Regions from separate parts of the Mus musculus genome. Here regions 2, 3 and 4 are each linked to region 1. The links are chromatin contacts, called in public HiChIP or PLAC-seq and promoter capture Hi-C maps. All regions are on one chromosome and are shown on one strand. Each heading gives the region's core, a stretch centred on a gene start, on an enhancer-like site or on the middle of the called end of the contact. The rest is flanking DNA. Distances are from core to core; before and after follow the strand shown. Region 1 holds the start of Magohb (mago homolog B, exon junction complex core component). Region 2 holds the start of Clec9a (C-type lectin domain family 9, member a). Region 3 holds the start of Clec1a (C-type lectin domain family 1, member a). Region 4 has its middle 15 kb from the start of 1700101I11Rik.

What was found. Promoter capture Hi-C pulls out the DNA fragments that hold promoters and counts their contacts. HiChIP or PLAC-seq counts read pairs in DNA pulled down with a chosen protein or histone mark.
Region 2: a promoter capture Hi-C map of pre-B cells shows a contact between it and region 1. The contact joins the promoter of Clec9a here to the promoter of Magohb in region 1. A contact is called at or near these places in 14 of 39 promoter capture datasets (the 3T3-L1 cell line, 3T3-L1-derived adipocytes, the C10 cell line and 9 more), 1 of 484 Hi-C or Micro-C datasets (B cells), 2 of 115 datasets of contacts at active chromatin or transcription factors (acute myeloid leukemia and astrocytes) and 4 of 9 other capture datasets (adipose tissue, embryonic stem cells, liver and 1 more).
Region 3: a promoter capture Hi-C map of embryonic stem cells shows a contact between it and region 1, with 5 times the contacts expected there. The contact joins the promoter of Clec1a here to the promoter of Magohb in region 1. A contact is called at or near these places in 3 of 39 promoter capture datasets (cranial neural crest, embryonic stem cells and hematopoietic stem and progenitor cells) and 1 of 115 datasets of contacts at active chromatin or transcription factors (pro-B cells).
Region 4: an H3K27ac HiChIP or PLAC-seq map of acute myeloid leukemia shows a contact between it and region 1, with 22 times the contacts expected there. The contact joins the enhancer-like site here to the promoter of Magohb in region 1. A contact is called at or near these places in 8 of 39 promoter capture datasets (the C10 cell line, the HPC-7 cell line, cranial neural crest and 5 more), 1 of 15 datasets of contacts at CTCF or cohesin (large pre-B cells), 5 of 484 Hi-C or Micro-C datasets (cortical neurons, muscle stem cells, uterus and 1 more), 6 of 115 datasets of contacts at active chromatin or transcription factors (acute myeloid leukemia, embryonic forebrain, embryonic limb bud and 3 more) and 2 of 9 other capture datasets (adipose tissue and liver).

What each region holds. Positions count from the first base shown.
Region 1 is chr6:131,291,884-131,294,631 of GRCm38.p6, reverse strand. Magohb (mago homolog B, exon junction complex core component) reads left to right here and starts at 1,388. Exons shown (of 5, transcript NM_025564.2): 1 at 1,388-1,560. The coding sequence starts at 1,467.
Region 2 is chr6:129,407,540-129,410,287 of GRCm38.p6, reverse strand. Clec9a (C-type lectin domain family 9, member a) reads right to left here and starts at 1,426. Exons shown (of 7, transcript NM_001205363.1): 1 at 1,243-1,426; 2 at 1-13. The coding sequence starts at 1,333. It also overlaps a transcript of Clec12b not described here.
Region 3 is chr6:129,450,574-129,453,321 of GRCm38.p6, reverse strand. It overlaps Clec1a (C-type lectin domain family 1, member a), which reads left to right and starts at 1,322. Exons shown (of 6, transcript NM_175526.3): 1 at 1,322-1,718. The coding sequence starts at 1,607.
Region 4 is chr6:129,546,878-129,549,625 of GRCm38.p6, reverse strand. No RefSeq gene overlaps it. Among named protein-coding and RNA genes, the nearest start is that of 1700101I11Rik, 15 kb to the right of the region's middle. Within about 2 kb of position 1,400, at least 16 of the 459 cell types and tissues checked have an H3K27ac peak or open chromatin away from gene starts, as enhancers often do. A contact at or near this core is called in the HPC-7 cell line, acute myeloid leukemia, adipose tissue and 2 more, where this site is marked.

The DNA.
Region 1 (2,748 bases), core at 139-2,638:
GGGACCAGTACTGAGACTGGACTCTTTTTCTTAGGATTGTGACAGAAGGCCATCAGTCACCGATAGGATTACTCAGTGGTGCTAAAAGAAAGGTGATCAGGAATTGGAACGAGGGAACTGGGTGCAGTTCACTGTCATTTTGTGCTCTTCAAGACTACACTTGGATGTTCCGTATTTTTCCAACTCAAACTGTTGAGAACTGTGACCTAGCCCTGCAAATATATAGGGTACTAACCATTAACCCTTAGTGACTCATGAGTTGTAGTATACTATGAAAAACTCTTCTATGATGACTATCTGGACTTTTCAGTTTCATGTGCTATTTAAACATCAAACTCCCACCAGACAGATTCATTTTACTCTGTGTCTCCGTCTGGGCTGTTAGCTACTGGAAATTTTGAAGTATTACCAAAAGGGACTCTGGTAGATTGTGTTCTGGTTGCCACCGGAATGTATCTTTTCTCAGTTCACCAGTTTCAGGAAGTAGAGTCACACCCCACTTTACAATGTGCTTCGAGATCAGAGATACCCACAATAAGTACAGCTTGTAAACCTTAGTTCAAAACTCAGAAAAAGACACACCTATAGCATAGGGCAACTCGAAAGTAAAAGTGGTTTTACATCTGTTCCTTCCAAGCCCATTTAAACAAACGAGAAGAAAACAAAGAAACAAAATCCCTAGCTATTTCTTTGCTAAGATAAAATATACAGGAAAACGGACAAATCTGGCAATTATTATAGTGAGGTAATGATGAAGTATTAAGACAAATCTTGTATAGAATTTTAGCTTTTGTATGAGTGTATTTATGTGCTAGTGAGTGTAGGTTATTAAACCAGAGAGGATACTGAGTGTAGGTTAAAGAAATAGAGTGGGAAGTGTAACAGGATACATTTAACAAGAAAGTGCAGCGGGAATAATTTGGGCCCAAGGGTTGGGGGCAGTAGATGAGGAAGAGGTGGAGTGTGGCTCAACCAAAATATAGAATGCCAAAATGAAATCCGGGACTTTGTATCCACCAACGCGCTCATGCAAGCCACCCTTATTAAACTCGGTGAGCCTCCCCTCAACCCAGACAAAAACAAGGCGTAAACGTACAGGAGGGCTTATTGGTAAGACTGGTTCAGCGGAGAAGGGATGAGAGAAGATAACATGGTGGGAGCGACTAAAATTCATCATGTACGTGTATAACATCGTCACAGAGTTAAAACGTAAAAATCGAAGACATGAAAATCTTTTCCAAAAAAAGAAAAAAAAAAAAAAAAAAGCGCTCGAGATCGTGGTGGCTCCAATGCGAACCTTCAGTTCTCTTGGGGGTCTCTTGCTTCCTCTTCAGTTTTCCGGGATTTCGTTCCCTACCGGAGTAAACGCGCCCTTGGTGACGCGCTTTGCCTGCGCCCGTGACGTCACTACCTCGCGCCGGCGGCACGTTGGCCCCGCGGTATAGCGGGCTTTACCGAGGGTAAAAATGTCTATGGGTAGTGATTTCTACCTTCGCTACTACGTCGGGCATAAGGGCAAGTTTGGGCACGAGTTTTTGGAGTTCGAGTTTCGGCCGGACGGTGAGCGGCGGAGGGGCTGCGAGGGAGGGCGAGCCGCCCAGGGAGCGGGTTTCAGCGTGTGTGTGTGTGTGTGTGTGTGTGTGTGTGTGTGTGTGTGTGTGTGTGTGTTTCCTTTCTTCTTTATTTCAATTTACTTGTTTAGTTTTGAGAAAGGGCCTTGTTGTGTAGTCCAAGCCGCCCTCGAACTCACGATCCTCCTGCTTCAGCCTCTGGGATGCTGGGATGACAGGCGTGTCACCATGCCCCAGACTCCCAGAAGGGCTTGAAGGGTTTCATTCCAACATTGGAAGACTTTGCTTTTGTAGCAGGCTTGTGCTGTATTTGTGAGAGCAGACATGGGTTATGTTTGTGAGAGGGAAAAAAATGCTGTAAAGTAATTCAGAAAAGCGAATTCTGCCACTCCTGAAAAGTTGAACATATAGGAATCGGAAACTTAGAGCAGAGAACCTGTGCTCCGGGAGTGTTAACAGAATTATCAAGTGATACTCCAGAGGATGCATGGAATCTTTAGGTGACCTCTTTGGCCTACTCGTTCATTCATGGTATGTGTTAAAGCTGCTTTATAGGGGAGGAGCCCCGTGTCTGAACACAGGAATGTGGTATGTGTCAGGTTTGAAATACAGTTCTTCACTAGTGGATGATGGCCAAAGGTAAGGGAGTCAGTGGAAATGCTCCTAGAAGCTCTTTTTGTGCCACCTCCTAGGCAGTCGGCCAGCCTTGTCTAAATGAGTCTGAAAATCTCCTTCCTAGCCACCAGCTGTCAGAACTCTTTCAAGGGGACAATCAATACAAACTTCATACTTTCAGCAAGAAGCAAATGGCCACAGGGGTAGCCGCTGATGCTCTGGGTGAAGAGGGGAAGTGTTGTGTGGTCCCAGTCACAACCAAGGACTGGGGGAATGACAAACAAGCTTTTCCCACAAAACAAGGCTTCTTGACCCAGAGCAGAGTGTACCTGCTGTTGAGTAAGGGGCATACTTCTATAGACCAAGGAGAGCTGGAGAGAGGAATTGCAGGTCTGTTCTTGATATATTATGAATGCCAATCTGAGTGCTTTCAAATTGGTTATTGTAAAAAAATATTGATACTGCTGGACTGAGCCCCTGTCCCTCTGTTTTTGGTCCCAACAAGCTAGCAGAATCTTAAAGCATTTTAGTAACTCTAAAGAAGACGATGTCTGCTAATGAA
Region 2 (2,748 bases), core at 177-2,676, 1.9 Mb after region 1:
ACACACCATGCTCCTGAATGTGAAATCAGGCAATGACATGAGTTAGAGAAAGTATTTTCAAGGTGTAATAATGTCAGGATAAGTGGAAGGATTGGGCCTTCCTACTGGAGAAATGCAAAGATTTGAAACTCTAAGAAAATCTTTGCTTAAATTCTCTCAGATGAACCTTATAGCATGGGCTATATCTGACTTGGAAAATACCAAATACAATAGACTTAATAACACCTCTCTTCAATCCTAATGTACACTATTGTGATTTTAAAAATTAATTCCATCTGTCTATCTGTCTGTCTACCTATCTAGTATTTTTCAATAATCTCATTCATACCAACCAGAAAACCTTCTATTCTTAACATGAAGACTCTCTTACCTGTTTTCAGCATCTCTTGAACATGATTCATTGAAGTATTTTTAATTTTAATGAGTAATTTAGAAAAATGAACAAACATTTCCGGCTAATTATACAATTCGTCCAGGAAGAAAAGTGAGTTATTTGGCTTATTACATTATTCATACTAATAAAAAATTGTCCTTACATATTTTAATAGGCCTGATAATGTCTTGCCTGAGATGACTCTGGGTCATCCCTGAAACCTTGAAATGGTGTTTTATGTGACAAAAGATATTCTGAAGCTAATACTATATTAGAGATCTGATTTAGGAAAGTTAGCTTCACTTAGTTAATTTGTAACAAGTCGATACTAAAGACTAATTAATGAAACTACTTGGGAAAATATAATAAAATGCTTTTTAAGCCCACCTAATTATTTGTTGTATGAGGTTATGTATGACACCTAGTTGATGAATTAAAGAAGTGACAATAAAAATACACAAAAACATATATTTGCAAATCTTTTTGCACTGTAGAGTTGTAAAAATAAAAGGTAGCATAAGATGTAGAAACAATTATCAAATACTAAAAACATAACTGCATCAGCTGAAGACATTTTTTCCTAGTTTTTCAACATTTCTTACTATTTTTCAGATAATTTGCTGCCTGTTTTAAGTAAAAGCTAAAATAATTTAAGTGGTATGATTTCTTTTACTTTTTGCAAATTGAGAGAATATATCTCATTTCCTGATCTGAGTGCCCTTCACTTACTCCTCCATGCTGACGAATGTGTCAGGCACACTAGAATATGCTAAAGAGGTTATCTCAGATTAGGAGAAACACTTGGTTTTATCACAGTATACAAACAGAAAAAAATTATAGTTTTCAACTAAGCATTCTAAATTTATTACCTGAACATTTGCTAGGGGATTGGCACTTCTGAGAGGCCTCTGAGGTAGGAATGTCCCACTGAAGAGAGGTATATATTTCTTCCGCATGCATGCTGAAGGTGCTTGGAGTGGTGAAGCAGTCTACATAGGAGCCTGGCACAAAGAACTTCGGTTGTAGTTAGGAGTAGGTTGGTACAAGAAATGGAACTGGCTACTTTTTCACAGTGGTAAAATGCAACAGGGATTAAAGGATGTTCATCATCCAGAAAGTGGAACTTTTGAAGCTTATACTGAAACATAACTCAATAATGAAGAAATGAGAATTATTGAGCTCAAAATAGCTACTACCAAATTAAACTGTTGCTCTGCTTTCCACATAGTATCAGATGCTGGAGGTAAGCTGCACAGTATGGACTTCTATTTGCTATAAACTATGAAGCAAAAAGATGATGCAGCGAATAAAGATAAAGGCCATTAAATCTAGACAAATCAACTTGTACATAGCTTTTGGATTTCCAAACAAGAAAGCTTAGGAGAGATTTCATCCCTAAATTTATTTCCAATCAGTCTGCTGATTAGGGTAATACTGACTGTTATTATAAGTAAACTTCAAAATACCAGTCAACACTGGCAACATTTAGATCTCCCTCATAGTTTGTACCCAGAGATACTAGTTCTCCCAAAAGGGGCCTGGGTTTCTTTCATCTTCTGGAATATTGGAGCCATGATGGGAAAGGGAAAGAGAAGGTGAAGAACCCACACTTGCTTCTTGAAAGCCATAATCTGGGAGTGTTGGGAATCACAGCCATCTCTATCCATTGCATTTCCATATTGGACATGAAGGTTGGGTTTTCCTGGCAGCATTGTCCAGAGGTAACTTTGCTCTTGCAGGAGGAATCAATTATTTAATGGATGGATGACCAGTTTCAGCACATCCTGTGACTACAGCATTTGTACTGAGAACTCTGATCTCTTAGACACCATTTATTTCTAGGCTACTTGTCCTTATGTCCAAAGGTCATTTCTCAATTGTGTTCTTTTATTTATTTATTTATTTATTTTTAGAGTCTCACTGGATCAATCGTTCTTCATCACAAATGGCACATTCAGGAGGTGATATAAGGGAACTTACTAATAGGACTACAGTTTTGGAAAAGGTTAATAGGAAAGAAAGAAGGGGATCAATGTTGACATATGTACTACAGGGCTGCTGTCACCCTATGGCCTAAAACAGTAAGGAGAATGTTCACTGGGACTTCGTGGTCTGCCTCACTACAGCGAAGGGCTGGTATACAGATCATCAAGTTTTATCAATCTAAGACACATAAGGGATCTGAATTATACTTCTGACCATAACCCATGTGTCTCAGAGGCTCAGTTTGCCCGGAAAATGTATTCATTTGTGTTTAGCTTCCTGAGACATAAGGAGTAGCTGGTGGGGTCATTAGGGACAAATGGAAACGGACTAGCACATTCTGCCAACATTTCCTGTGGTGTTCCTGGCCTGAAAACAGAGTAACTGAACTC
Region 3 (2,748 bases), core at 73-2,572, 1.8 Mb after region 1:
CTCCAACTTTTCAACCAGTCATTATTCAATAAATGGTTTTTGTTATTCCTCATCTTAAAATTATAATAATTAGATGAATAACTTTCAGCTTGAAACAAAGAAAATTCACAGTCTGTAGTTTCTGGTGGTCTTTTATAGGCTCTGGCTGCTCTAACTCTGTTTCTACCCTAGGTGGTATTTAGTGTGCTTATTTTATCCAGGCATTACCTATATAGAACAGCTTTGGTAGAGTGATGAGAGTACAATAACTCGTGTGTGTGTGTGTGTGTGTGTGTGTGTGTACATATATATATATGTGTATGTATATATATATACATATGTACATATATATACATATATACCTATATATATACATACATATATACATATATGTGTGTATACATGTATATGTATGTGTCTGTGTGTAAGTTGTGTAAACTAGATATGTATGTGATAGATAGATAGATAGATAGATAGATAGATAGATAGATAGATAGATAGATAGATAGATGATAGATAGATAGATTGATTTACTGGCCTGACCGCACACTTTCCACTATATGATGGTACAGTATCTCTCTTAGAGAATGCATCCCTCCCCTCAACAATGAATTTGTCAACACTTTGATCTTGAGTCAGAAATATGAGAAACATTTTTTTCATTTTGTATGAATGATCTGGTCTCAGGTATTCAGTTATTCCAACGCACTCACATAAACATGACAAATAATAGATTATACTGTTCTGCTTCAGGAGTAAGGCTGGACATAGACCGAGACAATTTTCTCATTTCTTATCTTACAACTATAGGAACACACAGCTAGTTGTCTTCCCAGCATAGTAGTTAATAACAGCGCTGTAAATCGGGACTGCTAATAAAGCATGGGATTGCTTGTGATCACAGTGTGCCTGGTGCGCTATAAAATGTTAAACCAAGTCCGAATACTGTAAGAAGAAAGGATATGAAGTGGACAACAGGGGTGACCTTTCAGAGCTAATCGTACCCTAGCCAGCTATGTGACCTCCAAAGAAATCACTTCACCTAAATAGCTTTCACTTTCTTTTTGAGTAAAATAAAAAACTAAAATCGATTGGGATGCTCTCAGGGGGTCTGCTTCGGGACACCCAGTGAATAATGCGTTGCTCTCTGCCTTTGGAGACAGGAAGAGTCTCTCCTCCTTCCCCAAAGGTACAGGTGAGTAATCAGATTGTGATGCATACTGGGGAAAAAAAAATTCCAGTTCTGATTATGCTTTAGACTCAGAGGACCTTCAGTGCTACTAGGAGGGGTCATCACATCCCCACCTTGCAACTCTGAAAGATTTGTAAGCAGATACACACAGGGTCTGTAAAAGGCGGATATTTTAATAACTGTTCACAGACCGCCCAGCCAGAAACACGCGATTTCCCCTCAGCCAGACTAACTTGGCATTCTGAATACAGGCTCAGAGGGGAGGGGCCGGGTCTCTCCATGCAGGAACTGGAGTCAGAGGCTTCCCTTGCTGCTTGCAGGGAAAGACTATTAAGAATGCCTCTCAGTGCCTGGTTTCCTGAGGTATCTGAGGGTAGACAGGCGGCCTCTCGAGCAATCTGAGCACATCTCACCGGCATCTCTGCAGGAATCAGGATGCAGGCCAAATACAGCAGCACAAGGGACATGCTCGATGATGATGATACCACCATAAGCCTGTATTCTGGAACCTCCACTGTCACCAGACGTGCAGAGCCCAGGCACTCAGGTACTTGCTTCTGTCTCCCCGAATCCAAGCAGAGCAGAGCTCTGGAGAAAATCGTGAGATGAGGCACTTTTCCTAGGCATGAGCAAGGCTGAGTGAAGGGAGGGAATCTTCCCATAGCTTACAGTGAGAGGTAACTGCACTTTGCACAACTTGTCTACACGAATGTAACATTTGAAAAATGGAACCAGCATACACACGGGGGTCTGATTCTCTAACACTGTATTGCTGGCTTAGCATTTTGCAAGGAGAGAATGTGAGCCTTCCAATTAGAGACAGCATGGAAAGAAGAGATGGTGAATACCTTAAAGCAACATTGTTTCCTTTTCCTTTCTCAGAAAGGCCAAATCAGGCCAGCTTGTTGTTGTCCATGTGGACTGTCACCTGCGATGGGATTTGGAAATTTAGGGTAATAAAAATGACCATTTCGTTTTTTGTCCGTTTTGAAGTCTTAACTTTAAAGGAAAGATTTCCAAGGAGGCAAATTAACTCGGGTATTTGTTCGAATCTCTGCATCTTGAATCTGCAAGATCTTGGAGGAGGCATGTCAGAGTCAGGTATTGGTTTCACCCTTTGTTTTATCAAGGACATCGGAAGTAAATCCTAATGTTTCGTTTCCCCTTAGGTATGAAATTCTGGGATTTGTGACTGAGATTAAACCTAGGGTTTTCCTCTGGAAGGAACAGCATAAAACTGAGCTACTCTGTAGACTTGGTTTAATTCAGTGGGAGACAGTATCTTCCTAAGTTGTCTACTGGCCTCAAACCTGTGACCTTCCTATCACTGTTTCCTCAGTAGCTGGGTTATAAGCAGGCACCAGCATATTCTGTCCCCCTTTGCTCTTTTATTTAAAAATATTGAAATTATTAAATCATACTTAGAAGACATTTAATTTGGCTTATGTCTTACTATTTTTGTTACCGTTATTTATTTTACAATAGGGTGGAATTTTCCAGTTCTACTCATTTTCATAATCCACACACATAAGGATTTATCTGGTTGGTCTACAGCAGACAGTCCACTTGGTTCTAGA
Region 4 (2,748 bases), core at 151-2,650, 1.7 Mb after region 1:
GTTCAACAAGACTCAGAATTCAGTGCTGGTTCAAACTTTGAGGGTATGACACTTGGTGGTTTATTTTAGGCACATTTAAGCAATGAATGGGTTGGACAACATTTTCCTGGTGATATTTAACTCAGTCTTGTGTACACAGCAAAGCTTTAGGCTTCCCTGCATCAAAAACCCTTGTAAAGTACAAGTGATATTTGCCATAAACGTGGGTTCTATAGATGAACTAAGAAAAGAGATTCAATGTAAACAAAGTATATGATGAGAGTCTGGAAAAGGAGATAACTACAGATTGAGATTAACAGGGCCAAGATAAGGTCTGGGGAGCCAGTGTGCCCTGGCCATACAGACAGTGCAGAGGACAGCAGGCTATTACTTGTCTGGTTCCCAGCCTTCTGAAAGGAAAAGGGGTTATACATCTCTCTTTGAAGAGACAAGCCCTTTTGTTGAACGTTCCTGATGCTCTTTGTGCACCTGTGCTGCCTGTGACCACAAGCAAATGCATGCCTCCTACAAATTAGTATTGTAATTCGTAAAAAGTAGCTGGGACTTCTAGTGGCCCTACAATAAACTGACCATGTGAATTTTAAAACTTCAATTTATTGCCATGTAATTAATGAATAAATTTAATTCATTTATTTAATATTGTATCACAATGGCAAAAAAAAAAATGAGTCAGGGTTCCACTGGGAACTCAAAGGAAAGCCTGGGAGGGCAATGTGCACTCTTCCATGTGTCCACTGAGGTCTTTATGAAGACTTATAAAGCTCAGTAAATGAGGTCAAAGGTACAGTGGACACCTCTGGGAGTTAGAGGTGACAGGAACTTGAAATGCCCACCAGGAAAAGCATGGGCAGTGAACAGAGCCAGGCCAAGAATGCCATCTCTGAGGGAGGCATCCTGTAGAATTATAGGGGTAAACTGTCCATGCCTTTGGAGCCCACATTAAAGCACCATGAATCCCATATGCTGGGCATGGAGATATAGGGCTCAATGTTTGCCCTATTGGATTTAAATCTTGCTTTGGGTTAGCTTTTCATTATTTCCCCATTTTTCTTCCTTTGAGAACAAACACTGTCAATTTTATCTTGTAAGGATATAAATTCCCTTTTTTTCTTCTTTATGAAGAGTCACAGCTGAGTTCTCCTTGAGACTCAGGGGAGTAGAACAAGGGCTTTTGATCTGTGGAGGAACTGTTAAGATTTGGGGAAACTCAAGGATGGACCACATGTCATATATATGTATTGTGACCCAGACATGAGCCTTTAGGGACAGGAACAGAATGTTAGCACTTAGATCTTAACTGCCCATGAAATAAACATGCCTTCGACCCAGCCTGAGGCACTATTGGGAAGTTTTCCAATGTTCAAAAGTGAGGTATTAAGTCAGTGGCAGTACACTTTTGAAAGAGTTATTGGGCCCTTGGCTGCTTCCTCTTTCAGTCAGCTTCGTGGTTGTAGTTGATGCAGCTCCAGTGTTTTGTTACAATGATGAAAAATTAACACATTTCAAAATTGTTTTGAAGAAGTAAGTATTCTCTGATAGAACAACTAGAGCTTAATATTTAATGGAGAGTACACAGCAACGTGAAAAACTAAAGCAGCTGTGCTCAGAAAGCAAGTGAATTCACCTGCTCATTTACTCCTGCTTTTCTCTGAGAGTCATTGGCTCCTACACATCTCCAGTTGCCAGAACCGCAGAGGCAAAGAACACACTGTCCCAGGCCTTGCAAAACTAAGATATAATTTGGGTTAAAAAAAAATGAAAAATGTGAAAAAACTACAAGAAAGCTTTGACTGAAGTATGAGACAGGCTGCAGCGGCTTAACTAAAATGTAATTTGTACAATTTCCAAGAGATTATTGGAGGAAATAAGGAAATATATAGATCTATCTCTATATTTAATATGTATTAGATATATATATCTGTATTATATATTTTATATAACATATTATACATGTGTACATATGTATTATATAAGTAATACATGTTTACATTATATGCAGTGTTGATAAGTTCTATACAGAAGACGCAAGGGAATTCCTTAGAATCTTCAGAGACCATTAAGAAAAAGTTCATCAGTCCTTGATCACTTCCTCTCTATGATCACATGACCAAGTCCTTGATCACTTCCTCTCTATGATCACATGACCAAGTCCTTGATCACTTCCTGTCTATGATCACATGACCAAGGAAGCTGTCTTGAATGAGGACTGTGGCCAGTTGATGAGGAGTGGAGACAGGAGCAGCCTGGGTCTGAGGAGGCAGCCCCTAATCCAAGCCTGGGTTTTTATACTAAGGTAGAATAACTATAACTACTATATCATTTGAGGTTGTCCAAAATCCTCGTGCAGAGATCCTCCTGTAGAACTCATTGGGCACATGGGACAAAGACAGACAGTCCATACATGGAACAGTAGAAGAGGGCTGGCTGTTGATATAAAATAACCTGAGGTATTTATGACATCAAACACAACCATTCCAGGGGAAAGGGACATCACAAAAGGAAATTGAAACATTTAGTGGGGTCAACCTTTTCCCCTTTTAAAACTCACACACACTAACTGAAACATCCAAATATGCCTTGACCATCGTGAGGATCCATCATGCACTGTGCAGGGAGGCTTGGGTTTATACTCAACCCCGTGGATTCAACACAAGTACTTTGAAAATACTGGCCATCCCCCTAGTACTATAGTCAGTACATTATTTACCCCATGACTTATTGCTAAAGATGAGTTTATTGTTCGCTAGC